Regions from separate parts of the Anser cygnoides genome. Here region 1 is linked to region 2. Evidence: chromatin contacts called from public Hi-C data. All regions are on one chromosome and are shown on one strand. The core of a region is the stretch at or near the end of the contact, and the rest is flanking DNA. Distances in the headings are between cores, read along the strand shown. Region 1 holds the start of EXOC7 (exocyst complex component 7). Region 2 overlaps LOC106034808 (a long non-coding RNA gene).

Evidence for each region. A called contact is a pair of places that touch in the nucleus more often than the background predicts.
Region 1: a Hi-C map of liver shows a contact between it and region 2, with 7 times the contacts expected there. The contact joins the promoter of EXOC7 here to the enhancer-like site in region 2. A contact is called at or near these places in 2 of 7 Hi-C or Micro-C datasets (both in liver).

What each region holds. Positions count from the first base shown.
Region 1 is chr19:5,243,841-5,247,228 of Taihu_goose_T2T_genome, forward strand. It overlaps EXOC7 (exocyst complex component 7), which reads left to right and starts at 1,286. Exons shown (of 21, transcript XM_066980154.1): 1 at 1,286-1,478; 2 at 1,982-2,047; 3 at 3,105-3,289. The coding sequence starts at 1,419.
Region 2 is chr19:5,014,576-5,018,032 of Taihu_goose_T2T_genome, forward strand. LOC106034808 (a long non-coding RNA gene) reads right to left here. Exons shown (of 5, transcript XR_007163475.2): 5 at 3,420-3,457. Among named protein-coding and RNA genes, the nearest start is that of CYGB, 15 kb to the right of the region's middle. Within about 2 kb of position 1,351, at least 1 of the 3 cell types and tissues checked has open chromatin away from gene starts, as enhancers often do. A contact at or near this core is called in liver, where this site is marked.

The sequences.
Region 1 (3,388 bases), core at 36-2,535, 230 kb after region 2:
CAGCTGGACCTCGTGAGCCTCAGGGAGATCTTTCCAAGCAGAGCTGCCCTGTGCTTAGTATGGCTAATATATGCTTAATGTAATGAATGACAATATTGACTTTTTTCCCCCATTCCTACCCAGATCTCCAATCTGATAGATTACCTGGCTGTGACTTTGGCAGGACCAGCTCCAGCCCGTGGGGGAAAGGGCAATCTCGGGCAATGCCTCGCCTCGCATCACCTTTCAGGAAAGGGTGCAGCTCCTTTCCAGAGGCAAACAATGGCCGTGACCTGCCGAGGCGCCCTGTTTCCTCCTTCCGCGGGCAGCCCTGGTGTGTGACCCCAAGCTGGGTGCGGTGCGAGGGGGGTGGTGGGGAGCCCGGGACGTGTTTGCCTCCACGTGTCCCTCAGCTCCCCTGTGCTGGCACTGTTCCCATGGCCCTGCTCTCCTCCAAGCTGTGCAGAGGACAAGGTTCTGGGGGTGTCGGTCAATGCTCGTCTGAACACGAGCCAGCAGTGTGCCCAGGTGGCCAAGAAGGCCAACGGCATCCTGGTTGTGTCAGGAATAGTGTGGCCAGCAAGAGCAGGGAGGTGATCGTCCCCCTGTACTCAGCTCTGGTGCGGCCACACCTCGAGTGCTGTGTTCAGCTTCAGGCCCTCACTACAAGAAGGACATCGAGGGCCTGGAGCGTGTCCAGAGAAGGGCTACAAAGCTGGTGAAGGGCCTGGAGCACAAGTGCTGTGAGGAGCGGCTGAGGGCACTGGGGGTGTTTGGTCTGGGGAAGAGGAGGCTCAGGGGAGGCCTCATTGCTCTCTGCAACTGCCTGAAAGGAAGGTGTGGGGAGCTGGGGGTCGGCCTCTTCTCACAGGTAACTAGTGGTAGGACTAGAGGGAATGGCCTCAAGTTGTGCCAGGGGAGGTTCAGGTTGGAAATGAGGAGCCATTTCTCCTCAGAAAGAGTGGTCAGGTGTTGGGACGGGTTGCCCAGGGAGGTGGTGGAGTCACCGTCCCTGGGGGTGTTCAGGGAAAGGCTGGATGTGGTGCTTGGGGACATGGTTTATCCCTGGGGTGTTTAACGTGGTGCTTGGGGACATGTCTCAGTGGGTGACAGTGGTAGCAGTGATGGTTGGACCAGACATCTTGGCCCACAGCTGCGAACAAACCGCGACACACCCCCGCCACTCTCAAGATGGCCGCGCGGCCCGCCCGCCACTCCCAAGCTGGCCGCCAAGACCCGCAGCGCGCATGCGCCCCAGCCCCGCTGCCCTTCCGTCTCCCTCTCTGAAATGCCACTCCCAAGATGGCGCCCGCCACTCCTGCGCATGCGCAGTGCCCCCGCCGCTCCCAAGATGGCGGCGCGGCAGTGACGGGACGGAGCCGGGGGGAGCAGCGGCGGCGGCTTCCCGGTGGAGCGCGGCCTCGGCGCCCCGCGGCACGATGATCCCGAGCGAGGAGGTGTCGGCCCGCAGGAGGGAGATCGAGGGCAAGCTCAAGCAGGTGGGGCCGGGCCGGGGGCCTGCGGCGGGGCCTGGCGGGGCCTGGGCGCGGGGCCGGGCCCGCAGCCCCCGCGCGTTGCCGTGGAGACGGGCCCGGAGCCCCCCCTCAGGGCCTGCTGTGAGGGGCTGGGGGTCTGCGGGGGTCGGGTCTGTGGGGGTCGGGGTGGCTGCACCGCACCTGTGGTGGGCGGGGGTGTGCGGTGTAAATCGGGGGGGGGGGATAAGGGTGTCCACAAAGTGTGCTAAGGCTCGAGGGGTCGGTGTGTTGGGGGGAAAGGAGCAATCTGTAAAAAAACACTCTCATGATGTTGTATCTCTCACCTTGGGTTAAATGTCCTAGTATCTGTTAGGAGGTGGTATGTTAAAAAGTGGCCTCAGCATCAGACCAAAGGTGGCTCGCTGCTGTGTTTAGCAGGGCTTGTGAAACCCTACATGTGGAGTTGAGTGAGCTAAATGCTTGGTGCTCTGCAGTGAAAGCTAACTACTTTTTCATCCTGATGGCAGGAAGAAGAAACTCTGTCCTTTATCAAAGAGAGTCTTGAGAAGAGCGACCAGCTCACGAAGAACATGGTAAGGAGGTCCTTGAGGTTCAGGCTTATGGCTGGGTCTAGGGCTGCTCACCCGTAGGAAAATCAATTTTCTAGAGCCTCATTGTGCCTGTCTGAAGAATATACGGTAATAAGCCACTTGCTCGGCATCTCTGTTTTACACTTTGGTGGTTGGGCAAAAGGGAAGGCTGGTGAATGTTTAAAACCTAAGCCTCTTTCCTGGGAAGATGTGGGTGTAAATGCGCTGTTGGCTTTACAGTTTGTGCTTTCTCATGGGAAGAGATATTAACAAACCCCAACTAATTTGTGCAACAGCATCCCATCGTTGCTTCATAAAGGCAGGTCTTGTTTGGGGTTTATTTTGAAATTTTTTTGCTAAAGAGGTAGAATGTAATTATTGCACTCTAAGTGGTGCTAGTATGCCAGTTGAGGGCTTACTGTGTCCAGTTTTGGGTTCAGTGACTTAAGAAAGGCATAGAAGCATCACTAGAGAAATCTGGAAAGCATAGCATAGGAGTGCGTCTTGAAAGAACTGCATTTTGTCCTAGAAAAGATGACATTAAGGCACCCTTTATGCGCTTGCTAAGGCTTTTCACCATTCAGAATTGATACCGCAGTCCCTTTTAAAAACAAATGTCCACAGTGCAAAAGAAGGTTCATGCTATAGTGTGTCTTCGCATTGTATGTCTCAGTTTTAGATCTTAGTGGTACAGAGCAAAGTGGCTGCCAGGCTTTACTTTTGTTGCTCCGTTTACCAAGGATGCCTCCAGGCTTTTCCTGTGGCTTTGTTTTGTGCTGTCAGGTAAAATTTTCTCTTCCTTGGTACTGTTTCGGCGCACTGTTTGTGTGCTTTTCAAACATTTAATTCAAAGCTGGCCTATCTTTGATGGCAGATGATTTGTTTTGTAATTATTGATGGAAATTGATGGAAAGGCAGGCTGTTTAAATCTTCTATGTCCTAAGGAGCCCAGCATAGAAGCTGGAATCTGAAGGTCCCGGACTGCCCCAATCTAACTACTAACCTACTGCGTGGATCCTTGTGGAAGGATGTCCTCAGCTCTCTTTGTTTCTCCCTGTAGGTTTCTATCCTATCCTCCTTTGAAAGCCGTTTGATGAAACTGGAGAACTCGATCATCCCTGTCCATAAACAGACAGAGAATCTGCAGCGCTTGCAGGAGAACGTGGAGAAGACCTTGTCCTGCTTGGATCATGTCATCAGTTACTACCACGTGGCTAAAGACACGGAGAAGATCATAAAGGAAGGGTGAGTTCAGCAGCTGGATCTTGCTGGGGAGCTTCATCCTATTGGTCTTTTGGGACAGAGGTAGGAGCCGACTCTGCACACTTATTTTAATGTTCCTAA
Region 2 (3,457 bases), core at 101-2,600:
TGTTCCGAGCTGGGATTCCAGCGCGGGTAATTACATCCTGCCTCTCTGCACTTCCTCTGGAGTTTTAATTGGGTTGAATGGACCAAATCCGCAGCAAGTGTAAATCAATGTAATTGAGCTCTCTCTGGAGAGGAACCCTGCTGGTTTACACCCTCAAATCTGGGCCAGCCTTCTCCCTTTCCCCTTCGCCAGGCTCCAGCTGCCCGGGGCCGGCTGCTGCCCTGACCCAGCGCCAGCTTCCCACCGAGGACTCCAGTTCTGCTCTTTTCACAAAATCACCAGTTTTCCACGCTTCTGCTGGCAGCCCAGGGAGCCCTGCCACCACGTCAGAGCAGGTGAGGTCCGCGGGTTTCCACCCTCTGCTGGAAAACCCACTGCCCCGTCACGGGTCCTGGATCCCAGGCCGGTGCATGGAGCCAGGCAGCTGGACTGTGTCCCCCTCCCGCTTCCCAGCCCTCTTAGTAAATCAGTGTTAATGAGGGACATTTGACCCTCTCTTTCCCTGAACAGCCCTAAGCAGCATTTTTGTTCCATGAGATAGTTAAGAAGCTTGAAGCAATTTCCTCCCCCCATTTCTATTGTAGCTTTGCTTTTCTTTTTTCCTTTTTTTTTTTTTTTCTAAATTCCCCAAGAAAATGGCAACTTTTTGGATGCAGGAAACCTTCAGGATGTCTTGGAGCAGAGGGCAGGGAGCAGTGTTTGACGTGGAGGGGATGGAGCAGACGGACCTGGCGAGGTGGGGCCCCGGCTCACTTGCTCCATCAGTTCGACCACGTGTGTGACTGAGGCAGGAGGGCCGGAGCTGGGAAAGTGCTTTTGCTGGCTGTAATTAGGAATTTAATTGCGAGGCGTTATCTCACAGGGTTGGAGCCTATACAGAGCCATACGTCCCCCATAGCCAATCGCATACAGGGGTGACGGGAGAGGGAAGGGAGCTGGGAACGCTCTCCCTCACAGATTTCCAGGCCTTTCTGCTGCTGTGTGGTCCCTTTCCCTTCTCACGGACAAACGATGAAAGCAGACGGTCAGATAAGCCCCGGGGAGCCGAGCCCAGCACGGCCCCGAAGCTTCGCTCACCATGAGCCTGCGTGGGACCGCCGGTCCCACACCACCTCCAGCGGCCCCAGCTGTGCCCAGCCCGCTCGCGCTTTCATTTCCCGTTTGGTTTTTCCCAAAGTGTATTTTCGGGAGGCAGAGATGTCACAACCCTTCCTTCCTCCCCTCCTCGGAGGGGCCACGGTGGCAGGACCGCGTCCCCGCAGCCTCCTGGCCCTGCGGAGAGCTGACGGTGGCCCCGCGAGGGCTGGCACTGCTGCTCCTGCCTTTGTCCTAAAGCTGTGGGGCGACGCAGTGGAGGAGGGCGAGCGAATTCCCACCCCCTGAGGACCTCCTGGGACCCTCACGCATCTCAGCGCGGGCAGCGGACACCTCGCAGCGGCCAGCAGCCCCATCGGGCTCACCCCGCTTAGCTCAGCCGCTGGCTGCAACTCCTTGAGTATAAATAAAGAGCATTTCTCACGAAATCCACCCTCTCGGAGGTCCCCAGGCGGAGAGCTGGCCCCGCTACAGAGCTCAGGAGACCTTTATCCCCCAGATCTCCAACCCCGCCGTGTAGCCAGCGCGCCGGGTTGGCAGAGCAGTGACCCCGCTCCCCGCAGCCCCGTGCCATTTTCAGGCTGCCTCCCGCTGTCTGCGTCCCTCCCATTTGGCCCCTCGTTGTCCTTTCTGTTGTTTTTTTTTTCTCATTTTGTGTGTACGCGGCCAGATGGGAGGAAAGGTCGGAGTCGCTGATGGTAAAGTCCGTGCTGAAATCTGGATTTTCCCTAAGCCCGGGATGGCTGTGCCTGGCCTAACCCTGCAAACGGGCTCCAGCGGGCTCTGATCCGAGGTTTTGGGGCTGTTGCATCGCCAGTGCACGTGCATTTCTTTGGGGGCTCGTCCCCATCCTGCTCCTGACCTTGCCTGAACGCGGTTCCTGCTTGTTGCTCGCCGCCGGCCGCCCAGAGCCGAACAGGCTCAGCCCCGATGCCTCCTGCAGCTCAGCCCCTGACCTTTATTTTCCCTTAAATCAATACACAAAAGCCGTGCTGCAGCAATACCAGCACGTCAAGGGAGCCCAGGTGATTTATCTCATCCGAGGAGCTGATTCTGCTTTTGAGGCTCCAATCCAGGCAAGCTTTTGTTTCTCCAGCCCCCGTCCCTTCTGCGCTGCCTTCGGTTCGTGTGCCTTTTATCCACCGTCCCCTGACCCCCCTGCTCCTGGCATTATTGACTCTCCGTCTTGCTTTTAATCTGCTATAGAATGAAGGCAGCTCCAGGTAAAACACCACTTTTATTCTTCCTGCACATTATAATTCCTTTACGGAAAAAAAAAATGTTGAAAGTGAGTTGAGGTTTGTTAATTAGAAAGCTTCAGGGGAAAAAAAAATCTATTAGGAAACCTCTGGAGGCATTTGTGAACTTGTCGCTGCGGAGAACCAAGCCCCTGGGGGCTCTTGTAGGGTTGGCTTTGCCTTGGTGGCAGGGAGGGCACCCGGGAGCGCCGCGGGCAGGAGGCGCGTCCCGGGCTGGTTTCTCACCACCACACATCAGGAGCTTTCCTCTCCCCCTCACCGCATCCTGCCTGTGGCCACCAACGGTGGTCAGCTCTCCCAGACAGCCTGTTCTGGGTGGAAAAGCCGCGTATTTGGCACTGAGCGATCGTGTTAGCTGCGGTGAGGCCGGTGCAGCTGTGCCCGCGGCAGGGATTCTGCTGTGTAACAGCTTCGCGTGCCAAAAGCGCAGAGACCCGTCTCCTCCTTCCTTGTGTCTATCAGCAAAAGCTTTGGTTATTGCTTTTTCAGCTAGGTTGGAGCTGATGTTTGCAAGTCCACCGGTCCCAAAGACTGATCGATACGTGCCGATAGGCTTTTCCCATCAGAACATTTATTTTTCCAACAGGACACCGAGTTCTCAAACAAATGGAGGCTTGCACAGAGATCGCCTGCCTCGGTTTGGCAGCAAACAGGAATATTTTTCTTTATTCCGAAACCAAATTTTTGTGGCTAAATAGAGCCGAAAATATATCTTTCCTCCGCCCCCCCCACCTCTCCCAGACACGAGACAGCTCTGAATGCCGAAAGCAACTCTTCCCTGCCGCAAATGGACCAAATAAACCCAGCACGAGACTGGTGCTTAGCAGAAGCAGATGCGCCTCTAATGCTGTCATCTACAGCAAGCTGCGTCTGCAAACTGATCTTTTATTAACGAATTTGTATAGATGGGAGAGCTGCGGGGGCCACGCGAGCCCCGCCGCTGGGAGCGGGACGTGCCATCGCCCCGTGCCCGCGGGCTGCGGCGCGGCTCCCAGGGGGCATCGCCAGGGGGCTGCTGGCTGCCCCCCCATGTCCCCCCTGCAAAACGGGTGAATTTATCTCCTCTGCCAGCATTTAGCCCCGGATCCCCTTCAGCTGCAGGA